2 separate regions of the Athene noctua genome follow, and region 1 is linked to region 2. Evidence: chromatin contacts called from public Hi-C data. All regions are on one chromosome and are shown on one strand. Each heading gives the region's core, a stretch centred on a gene start, on an enhancer-like site or on the middle of the called end of the contact. The rest is flanking DNA. Distances are from core to core; before and after follow the strand shown. Region 1 holds the start of WDR19 (WD repeat domain 19). Region 2 holds the start of LOC141959612 (toll-like receptor 1).

The links. A called contact is a pair of places that touch in the nucleus more often than the background predicts.
Region 1: a contact with region 2 is called in a Hi-C map of heart, with 3 times the contacts expected there. The contact joins the promoter of WDR19 here to the promoter of LOC141959612 in region 2. A contact is called at or near these places in 2 of 2 Hi-C or Micro-C datasets (heart and liver).

Annotation. Positions count from the first base shown.
Region 1 is chr4:26,178,702-26,184,332 of bAthNoc1.hap1.1, forward strand. WDR19 (WD repeat domain 19) reads left to right here and starts at 2,892. Exons shown (of 36, transcript XM_074904668.1): 1 at 2,892-2,921; 2 at 4,405-4,496; 3 at 4,581-4,646. The coding sequence starts at 2,916. It overlaps KLHL5 (kelch like family member 5), which reads left to right. Exons shown (of 12, transcript XM_074904660.1): 12 at 996-2,567. The coding sequence ends at 1,052.
Region 2 is chr4:26,040,781-26,046,902 of bAthNoc1.hap1.1, forward strand. It overlaps LOC141959612 (toll-like receptor 1), which reads right to left and starts at 2,335. Exons shown (of 3, transcript XM_074903804.1): 1 at 2,206-2,335; 2 at 1,173-1,320. It overlaps FAM114A1 (family with sequence similarity 114 member A1), which reads left to right and starts at 2,877. Exons shown (of 14, transcript XM_074904654.1): 1 at 2,877-3,350; 2 at 5,903-6,122. The coding sequence starts at 5,911.

The sequences.
Region 1 (5,631 bases), core at 1,642-4,141, 140 kb after region 2:
TCTCACGTGAAGTCTGGGTGATGACTGTCTGTATGTACCTTTGTATCCTTGGCCTTGACCCTCTATATCCCACTGAATCCTGTGATCCCAGTCTACAGGACAGTTTTGAACCTTTCCTAGAGGGTTGTGGAAGTGTCTGTGTACCTTCCTTCTCTCTTGGTATGTCAGCAGTCTGCCACCGCTTCATCCACACACCACTCAAAAGAGAGTAGTGAAATTTTCTCATCTGAAGTGTGTCAGAGCCAGAGATAGCACAGGATAAGTCTGTTGTTCCTGGGGAAAAAAAGAAATAGGGGAGTTGGTATAACCATCCTTTTTTGCCTTCAGAATAATCTCTGTAGCACTTAGTGTACTGTTCACACACACTCCAACACTATGAAGTTTAAAAGGAGAGGCTAGGGTGTTAGAAACTACCTTCCTCTTTTCAAGTCCAACAGGATCTCAGCAGAAAAGGCTCTTGCCAGAATTAATTTATTTTTACAAAAAAAAATAGCAACTGGTAAATTATTCTAATTTAATGAACTCTTAACAGGACTTTATCAAATATTAAAGTAAAAAGGAGAGGTGTCCCCTGTGATGTTTGGCATTTTCTGTTAGAGGAAAATGCATTGTTTTGCTGACCGTTACTCAGGTGTCAGACTACCTAGTTCAGGTGTTCAGTTTGTACCATAACAAAGGATTCTTTTTCCTGTAATACCAAGTAATTGAAATTATCAATGAGAATTGTTTCATAATCTTGGAGTTTGCTGTTGCTTTTAAAGTGGTTCACTCTATCATATAAAGTATCTTCACCTTTTCTGTGGGTTTGTATCCAAGTTTTGGATCAATTGCTATTTTTTTAAGTCACATTAACAGTGTGGGTGATATTGTCACTCTGCTGCAGCTGTACAACTGTTATTCCAAGCATTAACTGTCAATTTTTGGGCAAAAAAATACTCAAAGCTAACTCCATTTATCTCACAGATTATTTTTGTTTGTTTGTTTTTTGCTTGCAGGTTGCACCATTGTGCTTAGGAAGAGCTGGAGCATGTGTTGTGACTGTAAAACTGTAAATTATTTTCTCAATGAAGGTGACATTCTCCTCTGTAGACTCTGATGATTTCTTTTTTCCTCAAGCAACCTACCAGTGCACCAGTAAACACAAGGTGCAAGATATCTACCACAGCAAAGTGTTTGGTCTCAAGCTAACTTGTACATGTTGTTTCTACGGACCAATATTAAGCACTTTTTTAAAAAATCATCTTTGTTACCCATTATGTTACAAGAATTCTATTTGTAAAAAAATCAACTGCAACCAGCCAGTTGCCAGCAGAGGACTTCTGTTTAGGAAGTGCTGAGAAATGAATTAACTCATTAGTGAACTCACTATAATAATCAAATGTTACAGATCTGGGGCCTTGATTCCCCCAAATATGCAGAGGAACGATGCTATGAATGGATATACTTCTGCTGATATAATTGAGTCTATCTCTGGGTGAAACAAGTTATAGGATTGGACCCCATATGTTTAACTTGCCTATAATAAACATGTTTGACTATAGGTATCTGAGCTATTACAATGCAGACTGACAAACCAATGCAAACCATTGTAAATGGCAGGTATAATGCCTGCCTTGGAAATGAAGTTATGTATTTGGTGAATCTTTTGCACTTTTATCATCATTCCTAGTTTAACAAACTTTTTATTTAACCAAAGCCTTATTTTAAATATTGTCTTATTATGCTAACAAAAATCTGCTATTTAATAATTTCTGCCAGAGATTTTTGACATCCAGTGTACTTTTGGGATTTTCAAAGTTTTTGTGAGATGCAGAACATCATACCTTTTTCTCCACTTTGGTTTTTATATTTACTTTGCTGTTTTAAATGAAAAAATCTATAACCATGATTTGTTGGGAGAATTCTAAAGGGTGATTAAAAGTTAACCAATTTAATATTTGCACTTTGCAATTTTTGAAGCATTCCATTACATCTAGACTAATACCAGTTTTACTTGTGGCTTTGCACTAATTTGAAAAGTCTAATTTTCTAAAATGAAATTAAACAACTGTCTGACATTCCAGTAATGTTACTTCAAAGTGTAAAGGGCCCAATCATGCAAGATGCTTAACTGCCACCATTTAAGCATGTTCAGCATCTTACAGAAGAGTTGTGTGTGCCTCACAGAATTGTATCAAATTAGTTACCTTATTTAAGAGTTATCGAATTTTTTCGGATACTTTGTAATTCGCGTTTTTTGAGCCCTATGCTGTTACACAGAATTGCTTTGAACAGCCTGAATGTTCTTGGAAAGTCTCTCCATATTTGCTTTTCTGTGCCTTGTTCCTTATGTTTTCAAAACAGTAGGTAATATGTGTGTGCTTGCAATGGAAGAGGGGAACATGGGAGCTCATTGAATGTTTTTAAGAAGTTTGAAGCATCTGATACCCAAAGTCTTTGTACATTTGTAATTTGTACATTTGTGTTAATGCTCTCGGTGAACTATTTATTGTTTTAAAAGAAATTACTAAGCAGTGAGCCTTTGTGGTAAATCCTGCACTGACTGCAGTTGAATACAGGTAAACTGAAATGCAGTGTCGTTGCGTTAGCACGTTTCTTCTGTAGTTTACCGTCTATTTTGTCTCCCTGTAGGCCGCGCAGCCCTCGGCCACCCGGCCCCCTCCTTCCGCTACCCGCCCCTCGCGGCCCCGGCCGTGCCCCGGTGGTTCCCAGCCCGCCCTGCGCCGCCGGGGGCGGGGCCTGTTGAGGCCCGGCGCCTTCGGGCGCCTCCCCATTGGCTGCGGGGCAGGGCCCCGCCCCCAGCACGGAGGGCCTTCTCCCGCCTTCTCCGTCTCCGGGGTGACGGCGACGCGGTGGGTGGGCGGGGTCTGGCCGGCGCATGCGCAGGGGGCGGTGCGCGGCGAGCGGTGGGCGCGATGAAGGTGGGTCCCTTCGGCCGCCGTACGCGCGGGCGGGGGGGGGGCGCTGGGGGAGCCTCGGCCCCGGGCGCGAAGGCGGGGGGCGGGCGGGGCCGCGGTTCCCGCTCCGCACTGCATGGGCTGGGGCTGGGTCGGAGGCGTCGAGCGCGGCCCGCCGCGGCGGGCGGTGCCTCCTGCGGCCTAGGGAAGGGAGGGAGGCGCGGCAGGAAACGCCCGTTGGTGCTTTCCTCCAGCGAGCGGGAAGTTGAGGCCGCGGTCGGGGCTGCCTCCGGGGAGCCGGGGCCGTTCCCGCCGCCCGCCCTGCCCCTGCCTCCGGGAGCGCGCTGCGAGAGGCCCCGACCTCGGCCAGGCTGTTTTTTTCCGCGCCAGTTGCCTGAGCCGTCGCATCTCCCGAAGCCGCTACCGCCAGATGTCGCGTCTGCCGCCGCCGTGTCGCCGTGCCTTAACGCTGGCCCTGGCAGCGGAGAGGGGTGCGAGAAACCCTCCTCGGGCAACGCTTAGATTGAGCCAAAAGGAAAGTTACCTTCTCAGACCCGTAGGGGGGTTTAGTCTGTAAGTAAGAACAGGGAAAACATGAAGAGCTGGAGCTGGCCTGCACTCCCATAATTATTTCCTTCATTGTTGATTTATTACAGATTTTATTAAGCTTTTTCAAAACAAGACATAATTGTCAAGATGTTCTTTGTGCTTGTGGCACGTGGTGCTCATAATTTTACACTTTTTGTGGGTAAAATGCAAATCCAGTTTCAAGATGCCTCAGTTTACATTCACCCAAAACAAGGATTGTGGACCTTTGGCAAAGACTTGAGTAAGACTGGCAGGCATTGGTGGACACCAGATGTTGGTGTTTATGTGATGGGGTGGCAGGGAAAAAGTGATAGCTGTGAAACAAAGTTGAGGACTTTATTTTACCCCAAGTTACAGAAAAATATGTGCAGGTAGTGTGCAAGGAAAAGGAATTTCTGAGAAACTTTCTTAGTCAGTGGTTGGAATCTTTACGGTTGAGTAGCTTTGAGGTATTTAAAACCCAGGAATTCACAGAGGACAAAATAGTTACATATCTCTAAAAGCATAGATGTTGAGCCCTCTGTGTTTTATGCATTAAGGATGCTTTCTGGTCCCAGACTTCCATGACAAGAGAACTAAACATTCTAGTCTTTGGACATAAAGGGGAGAGTTGCATGCATTTTTTTTTTATTCCAGTAACTCTAAGAGGGAAAAAAAAAAAAAAAGAAGTTGTGATAGAGTCACAGTAGTTCTCAATGCAGACACCCAGCACCAGAAACTTCAGTTTTTCCAGCACAAACAAAAATATGTGTAATTTTGGTACTTTGACCCATTAGAATCACCCGGAAGTTGTATTTAAGGGTTTGTTGGGGTTTTTTTCTCCACAGTACTGACAGTTGCTAACATGTTAGGAAGTTGGTTTTTGTTATATGCTAATGACTTTAAGATACCTAATTTCCTACTTTTTTTTGTCTCCCAGCAAGTATTCAGTCTGTTAGAAAAAGCGTGGTCTGGTTCCCCTGTGCAATTTGCTTGGCAGAAAACTTTGGGAAATTTTCTTGCAGTAACAGGGTAAGATTACAAGTATTTGTTTCATTTGTCCATAAAATTCACTGAAGAAGAAAGGGAATTATTCTATTTGTTAATCTTTTTTAGAGGTGATCGTGCTGTGAAAATTTTTGATCGTCATGGTCAGAAGAGAAATGAAATCAGCTTACCAAGGTACATACTAAGATGGGTTTAAATTATTTTCTTTGTTGTTTTCTTTTAAAAATGCTTCTCTTCTGGTGAGGTGCTCATACATTGTGAGAACTCTGTAGGAAGAGATAACTGTCTCTTCCTGGAAAAGACAAACATGAGCATGTATGGAATCTGAGACAGTAAAAGCTGAACTCATAGTAAGGTATAAAGGATAGCAATAAAAATATGTTCTCCTACCCAAGGCGCTCCTTATTAGCAATAAACTCAGTCTACTTCATTAAAATGTTAGGAAAAGATCTGTCATATTAAGAAAGAACATAATGAGGTTGTATACAGTATATCTGCATCATGCTATTGCGACTGCACTCTTGCTGCTGCCAGCTTTCTAGTAATTTGTTATCATAACCTTACTGAAGAAAGGTATCCTTTTGGTTTAGTGCTTTTGCTTAGGTCACTGGCATTTTTACTTTAGATTGAGAGTGTACTTCTGAAGTGAATCTCATTGTTTTTCCTGCTTATAACACTTTGGTTCACATCACAGAGTGGTGTTGGAGTATACAAACTGGATTCCTTTCAGATGAAATTTTAAAAGTAGTGTACTTTGGAAGGTGCAACCTAGCTGCTAAAAGGCAATCAGTCCACAGGAACAGGCTAGATAGGGCCCAGAGGAAACCTTCCTAAGTGCAAACACTGGGACATCAGGTTGTCATAACATTTTGTTCTATAAATCTACTTCTGTTGGGCACCATTACTAACTGATATAGCAATAGTTTCATCTGTGTGCTCCTCGTTTCTTCTAGTATTTTACCTGCTCTTAGCTTAAGTATTCATGCAAATTCATGATTTTTTATTTCTAACAACCTGATTTATTTTGGTTAAGGTGGAGTCCCTAGTCAAGGCAAAACTCCCACTAAGGCTTTAAATCAGCAGCCTTTAATCTAGAAGTCTTAACTTTAATTTCTAAAATGTCACTTACATGTCCCTTTATCACTGGTAGATAGGAGCC
Region 2 (6,122 bases), core at 1,085-3,584:
ATAAATGTTTGTGCCATCTACTGACAGTTTATGAAATGACATTGCTTTCCTCTCAGATGTATTTTCCACATACAACATTACTGTAATTTCCCCACTAGTTAATGATTATTGAACTTTGTGTTTTAATGCTTTGCAATGGATTAAGCAGGGGAAAAGAATGAATCTTTTTACCAACTTTCTGCTTCATCAAATTAATGTGAAAATAAGTTCTTCTTCTGAGCAAGTTTTACACTGAAATCCAAACATTATCCTCTCTGAGCTTAATAATGATCTAAGTCTGTACACATTATTCTGATATTTTTTTTTCCATTTAGCTATACCAATTTAGTTGTCAAGTTGGGATCAAGGCTGGTTTATAAAAGTCCTCTTCGTCTTATTTTAATTTCTATTTAATGGGAATAGAAAAATAATCTCTCTCTCCTGTTCCAGCAGTGTTGTGACTGGGTTAAACAGTGAACATGGAAATAGTGGGTGGGGTCTTTCTTTTTGTTCTCTTTTTTTTTTTTTTTTTTAAATTGAAACAGAGCAGTGACTTCCACTTTGGTACTGAATGCCCAAACACTTGGGTTATTGTCCTGGCAAAGACATAAACCAGTCCCTCTATATTTCTGTACAGCGTCAGTCAGAAATTCCATCTTAGCTTGAGATCTAAATGCAGAACTGCCACATTACAACCTACCTTTCTGGGTTAGCATACCATAACATATTCATGATTTAACATTTCAATGATTCAGGAAGCAGAGGAAATTATCCTAAAAATTACTTTTTTACTTTTAATTTATTCAGTACATAATATTTCCTTTCTCAGCTTCAAGTGAACAGAGGTCATCCAAAAAAGGAAGGGAAAGATAGGACAGGTAGTAGTAGTAAGTGACAGAACATGGACAATTTATATTGTCTGCTGTTATGTCAATGAGCCTTGTGGTGCTACGATTCTCTATGATTCTATGATTCTTTCTCCATTTCTGGCAATACAGACAAGAGTATTCACAGCTGGTTTCCAAATGACACCTTATAATGTTGTTACATACAAACCTCACCACTGCCCTTCACTGGAAAGTTTTTGCTATCCATCCATAGCATGAGGTAAAATACTATGGTAAGTATTGCTTCCACCAAACATTCACTCCTGTTTTGGAATATAACAGTTTCACTGCTTGAATATAACCCACCTATTACTCTGATGAATACAGAACCAGACGTATGTTTGGTTAACATCTAATAACTGCCGTAAATCAGAGACGCTTATTCACGAGTTAATTAAGCAACAGTATGAGCAGGTCACTGGCATAGTCTGAGGTCTCCAGTTCTTCCCACATACTATAAAGAAAGAAAAAGCATATGTTAAACAGCAAATTTACCATTACCATTAATTGCATGCCATTAGCCCTCATATTTACCACTCAGGTTTACCAGTGCAATCACTGGAAGAGGATGAGTATATTCCTTAAATGTTATGCATACTTCTGTGTTTTGTTAAAAGTAGCCAAATGTAGTTGTTTCCTTCCATCTTTTCTTTATCTATTTATTGAAAGGCAAGTATATTTTCTGAAACCCATTAGAAGATGACAACACTCAGAGTAATCACAAGCCAGTGAAATCTGAGATGAGAAGAAGTGTTCAATCTCTGTTGCTCATTCATTCCAAACCCATTTGCAATATTACTAGTGAGAAAATACAAGTGAAATTAATTACTGAAAAGTGAAAAAAAAATAGAAAATGCAAATGTTAAATTCAAGAAAGTAATTTAGAAACCTGGGAAACGAATACATCATTCTATCCCAATAGACATTTACGCACTTATGTTAATTTTATTCTGAAGTAATAACAGTTGTTATTAATACTGTCTTGCAGTTCTAAAACCCACATGGCCTTGTACAGAATCTGCAAAACTGACAGTGTAAGATCCACTCTACAGTCAAAATTACCACCCATCATGGGGTAACCCAATCTCCAGCTATTGATATTCATCTATCGTGATTCCTCCTAAGACACCACCCTTACTCTTCCACAAGCTCCACTGAAAAGCAGAGAGAAATCCTTAGGGCCACTCTAGATTTCATTTTCAATGAATACATCTAAACATTAATAAATTAATCTAAAAGATGCTAGAACTACCAGCATGCCCTGATATGTAAATTCTCATTTAAATGCCTTCAAAATAAACTTTTTAATGATACAAACATTTGTTCTGCTACCACCTACCTTAATGGGAGACCTTTGCCTGATAAGCGTGTAAGTCACATAACATGATCTGTATTTGTGAAGCACACTTCCGAGAACCAGGGCTTTATTTTGTGACTTCCCATAGCAGCTCTCCTCAGTAATTCACAACCTGATTTATTTTGCTTCCTGTGGCAACAGTATTTCTTTCTTCGGCAAAGGAAGGCTAGCGATAGGATTCTACGATGAACTGGGCAAGTGCCTTTTATCACAGTTAAAGGCCATGCTTCGCCTTAAAATGAAGCAGCAAAAAGAGGAAAGGATATGAGGAATTAGACAAAAACCACAGGTTGTTGGGCAAGAGCCTGCAATCCACTTGTTAAACCAAGTATTTCTCGTGTGGTTGCGGGAGCCCAGTGCTGACACTAACTTACAAGAAATGCGTGTACACACCTCCTAGTTTCTTTAAGCGGCATTTCCTGTAAACACAGATAGAGCGAAGGTGCAAAATGGCATCTGAAAAGCTACTTAGTTAATTCCGCAGCCCCACGCTTCAGTAGGTGGTTAGCCGCAGCTCGCTGAGGAAGGATTAAACTTTCTACACGAAAAAAATGAAATTTGACGCCAGCTCAGTGCCTAGGCTCAGCGACTAGACATTTATACTTAAAATGCCTCAGTAAGAACGTTATCGCATCAGCGTTGCCGGATTTACCCCTTCTGCCTCCTCAGGCAGGACGCGGCGGGGGCCGGCCGCCCCTGGGGCGGGCCCTGCTCCACCCGCCCCGCTCTGCCTTGGCCGGCGGGGCCCGCCGCTCCCGCCGCCAGACCCCGGTGTCCGCCAGCCGCTCGCTCCGCCGAGCGGGGTCCGCGGACAGCTGGGGGCCGCGGGGGGCGATAATGGCGGCCGGGGCGGCTCTCCGCGGCGGGTCAGCGCCGCCGCCCCGGCCCGCAGCCTGGAGCCCGGGGGCGGCTCGGCAGCAGCGTGGGGCAGCCCCTTCGCAACAGGCGGCCGCCTCAGGGAGACGGAGGGAGAGCGAGGGGAGCGGAGCCAGCCCTCCCGCCGCCCTGCGGCCCGGCCGGCCCGCGGCTGCCCGGCCCGCTCTGCCTCCTCCCCCCGCTGCTGCCGACGTGGCGGGGCGGGGAAGGGGAAGGAGCCGGGGGCGCGTCGGTAAGGGGACTGCTGAGCGGTAAGGGGCACAGCGATTTCTTCTTTTTCTGCACTTTTGAAACTGGCTGCAGGCTCCGCACTAATAACTCTACCCCAGAGGGGATTTCGAAACGGAAAAGAACAAACAAACAAAAAAGGGGGGGGTGTGGGGGGGAAGCTGTGGCCGCTGCGGGTTTGAGGGAGCGGCGCTGCGGCTCTGCCCTGGGCGCGGGGGCCGGCGGCAGCGGCGCAGGGGCGAGCTGGCGGGGGCAGCGCGGGGCGCCCGAGCGGGCATCGCCTCCGCTCGCCGTGCCCGCAGCGTCCCGCGGGGAGAGAAGTGACAGCAGGCGTCGAGCGAGAGGGGAGCGCGGTGCCGCCGCCCAAGAACAGTTCCTCCTCGCGGAGGCGTTGGTCCGCGCCTGCAGGCGCCCGTTGGCGGCGGGGCTTTGCTTCTGAGGCGGGACGGACCCCCCTCCTGAGGCGGCGGGTCGGCAGGTGCCACCGAGCCCGGCCCCTTGAAGGGCGGCCGGTCCCGCCGCCCGGGTGAGGGCGGCTGGTGCCCGCGGGCGGGGTGCCCGCCTGCCGCCCGGCCCGGAGCCGGCCTCCGCATCTCCCTCCTGAGCGCTCTGTGGAGAGGAACCCCCTTCGGGCGGAGGTGTCGGGGCTGATGCGATCCGGCCAGTCTCACGCCTGACGGCTCGAAGGACGCCTCAGCCCCGCGTCAGGCCCGGCCCGTGGCCTCCGGCCTGGGGTGATTCGCGGTTATGTGCTTTGCCCCTGTGAGGAAGGTTGAGCTGACAGCTGCAGGGACCTTGGCCCGAGCGGCTCCCAAAGATGACCCAGCCCCGCAAAAATTCATGTGCACGTGTTATGTGTGATCCTTTAACAATTGTACTGGTGTTGGGCATTTTCTCATGCAGATCTAATCCCCGTGCAAAATTGCGATGCATGTGTGTACAGATTTTGCAGGTTTTCTAGAGGATCCTCATATGTGGCAGTGGAGTTTGGTTTACAAATACAAAAAATTTTCTTTAGGTGATGCTGCCCATCACAGTGAATATTGTTAATGTGGATATTTACTTACACTAAAGCATTTCTAATATTTGCTGTATTTCTAATGGAAAACTCTAAATACTTGTGTCAAATGCAAAGATTCTGACTTGTAAATGCATGTTTTCTAAAGATAATTGTTATAGTGTAAGCTAAAGTGTAATATAAGTGGTACCAAGTGCTTATTTATTTATGTTTCTTGTTCACTGATTCCAAATGCTATTCTTGGAATTGTTCAAACAGCTGATCTACATTCAAGGTAGATAAACAAGCTACTAAAGCCACAGATGTACATGAGTCTTTAATAAAATAAGACTTTAATAAAATACACTAATTTAAATACATGCTTCTCAGGCAGTTCTCTCCTAAATCACTGTTCCATTTTCCTTTTTGCCTTTTCTTTCTCTGTTCTTCAGTCTCTTAGAACCTCAGTCCTTCTTAACAGGTACAAAGCTTTAAACCATATTTAATTAATATGGGAGTCAATGAAAAGACGACATCTATGGAGAGAACTCTGTGAGTTTATTTTATGCCACGCAACTCAGCATATAGTCAAGAGCTTGTAATGACAACTCTGTCAAGGGTTGCCTTCTGAGCAGAGTGCCATGCATACTGTTGTTGCCAACAAGTAAGTGGTAGTAATCACTGTACCGTAATCCTTTTGGACTCTGCCAGTGCTGCTCCTTAATCAGCTGCAGAGCGCGCTCAATGGCCATTTATTTTCCTATCTGGATCTTTAGCCTGATGACTGCACAGCAGTGGAAAATACTTAGAAAAAGAAAGTTACATTGGAAGATGAGTAAATAACAGAAAACTGATTCGTAATGTACCAAAAAGAAAATCAATAACTGTATCTTATGGAAGCTTACCTTGACTTCAAAACTGAAGTTTAATCACACAGATGGAATTTTAGGAGCATGTGAGAAACATTGCACCCCCCCAAAGAGTAAGCCTTTGAGACAAGGGATGCAGAAATGGTGTGAACAATGAATGCTTCCTGTCTGTGAAATGCCTGTCATGTTCTCAAATTATGCACCTTCTCCAACACATAAATATCACCAGTTTTAGTCACACTGTGTTTGTCATCCTCTTCTCCATCAGTCAGCAGGCTATAGGAACCTGTGTATCTGGAAATAAGAAGGAGAGCAAGAGCTGCTTGACTGTTCCAGCTCAGATTATCCTGTTCTCCAGTGGCCTTTCATACACATCTGATAGGGAATGTAGGAATTAACCATGTGGAAGCTTGTATTTGACTTCTTCAGACAAATGAACATCCTTTCTCCTTCACCAAAGTGTATTTTGGAAGACAGTAATGCTGCTCTTTGTACTTGAGTGAGATCATGCAAGGTGAATATAGTATCGAGAGTACCATCGTGATACCAGTGCTGGCATGATGCATGTGCCACATGGCTCCATGCTTCAGGAGGCCTTACATCAAAGCTGTGTTGTTTTTCAGCAATAGCTTATGGTAAACACTGCATATTTTATAGTCATTCAAATGTTTATGGAACCTAAAAGACCTAATTTATTTTCAATATTCAGAATTGAAAATGTCTGAAGATGTTTGTGACGGCATCCCATCTGAAGAAAAATCTGAAGTAATGGAAATGCCCAGCAATGAGGTATTGCCTCATGAGTCAGTACCACACCTCGTGGAAGCTGAAATCTTGCATGAGTCTTCACAAGATGAACATGGACAGGCCACTCAGAGTGCCAGTAATAAACAGGAAGTAGACATATTTAGTAGTGAAAACCCTTTGAC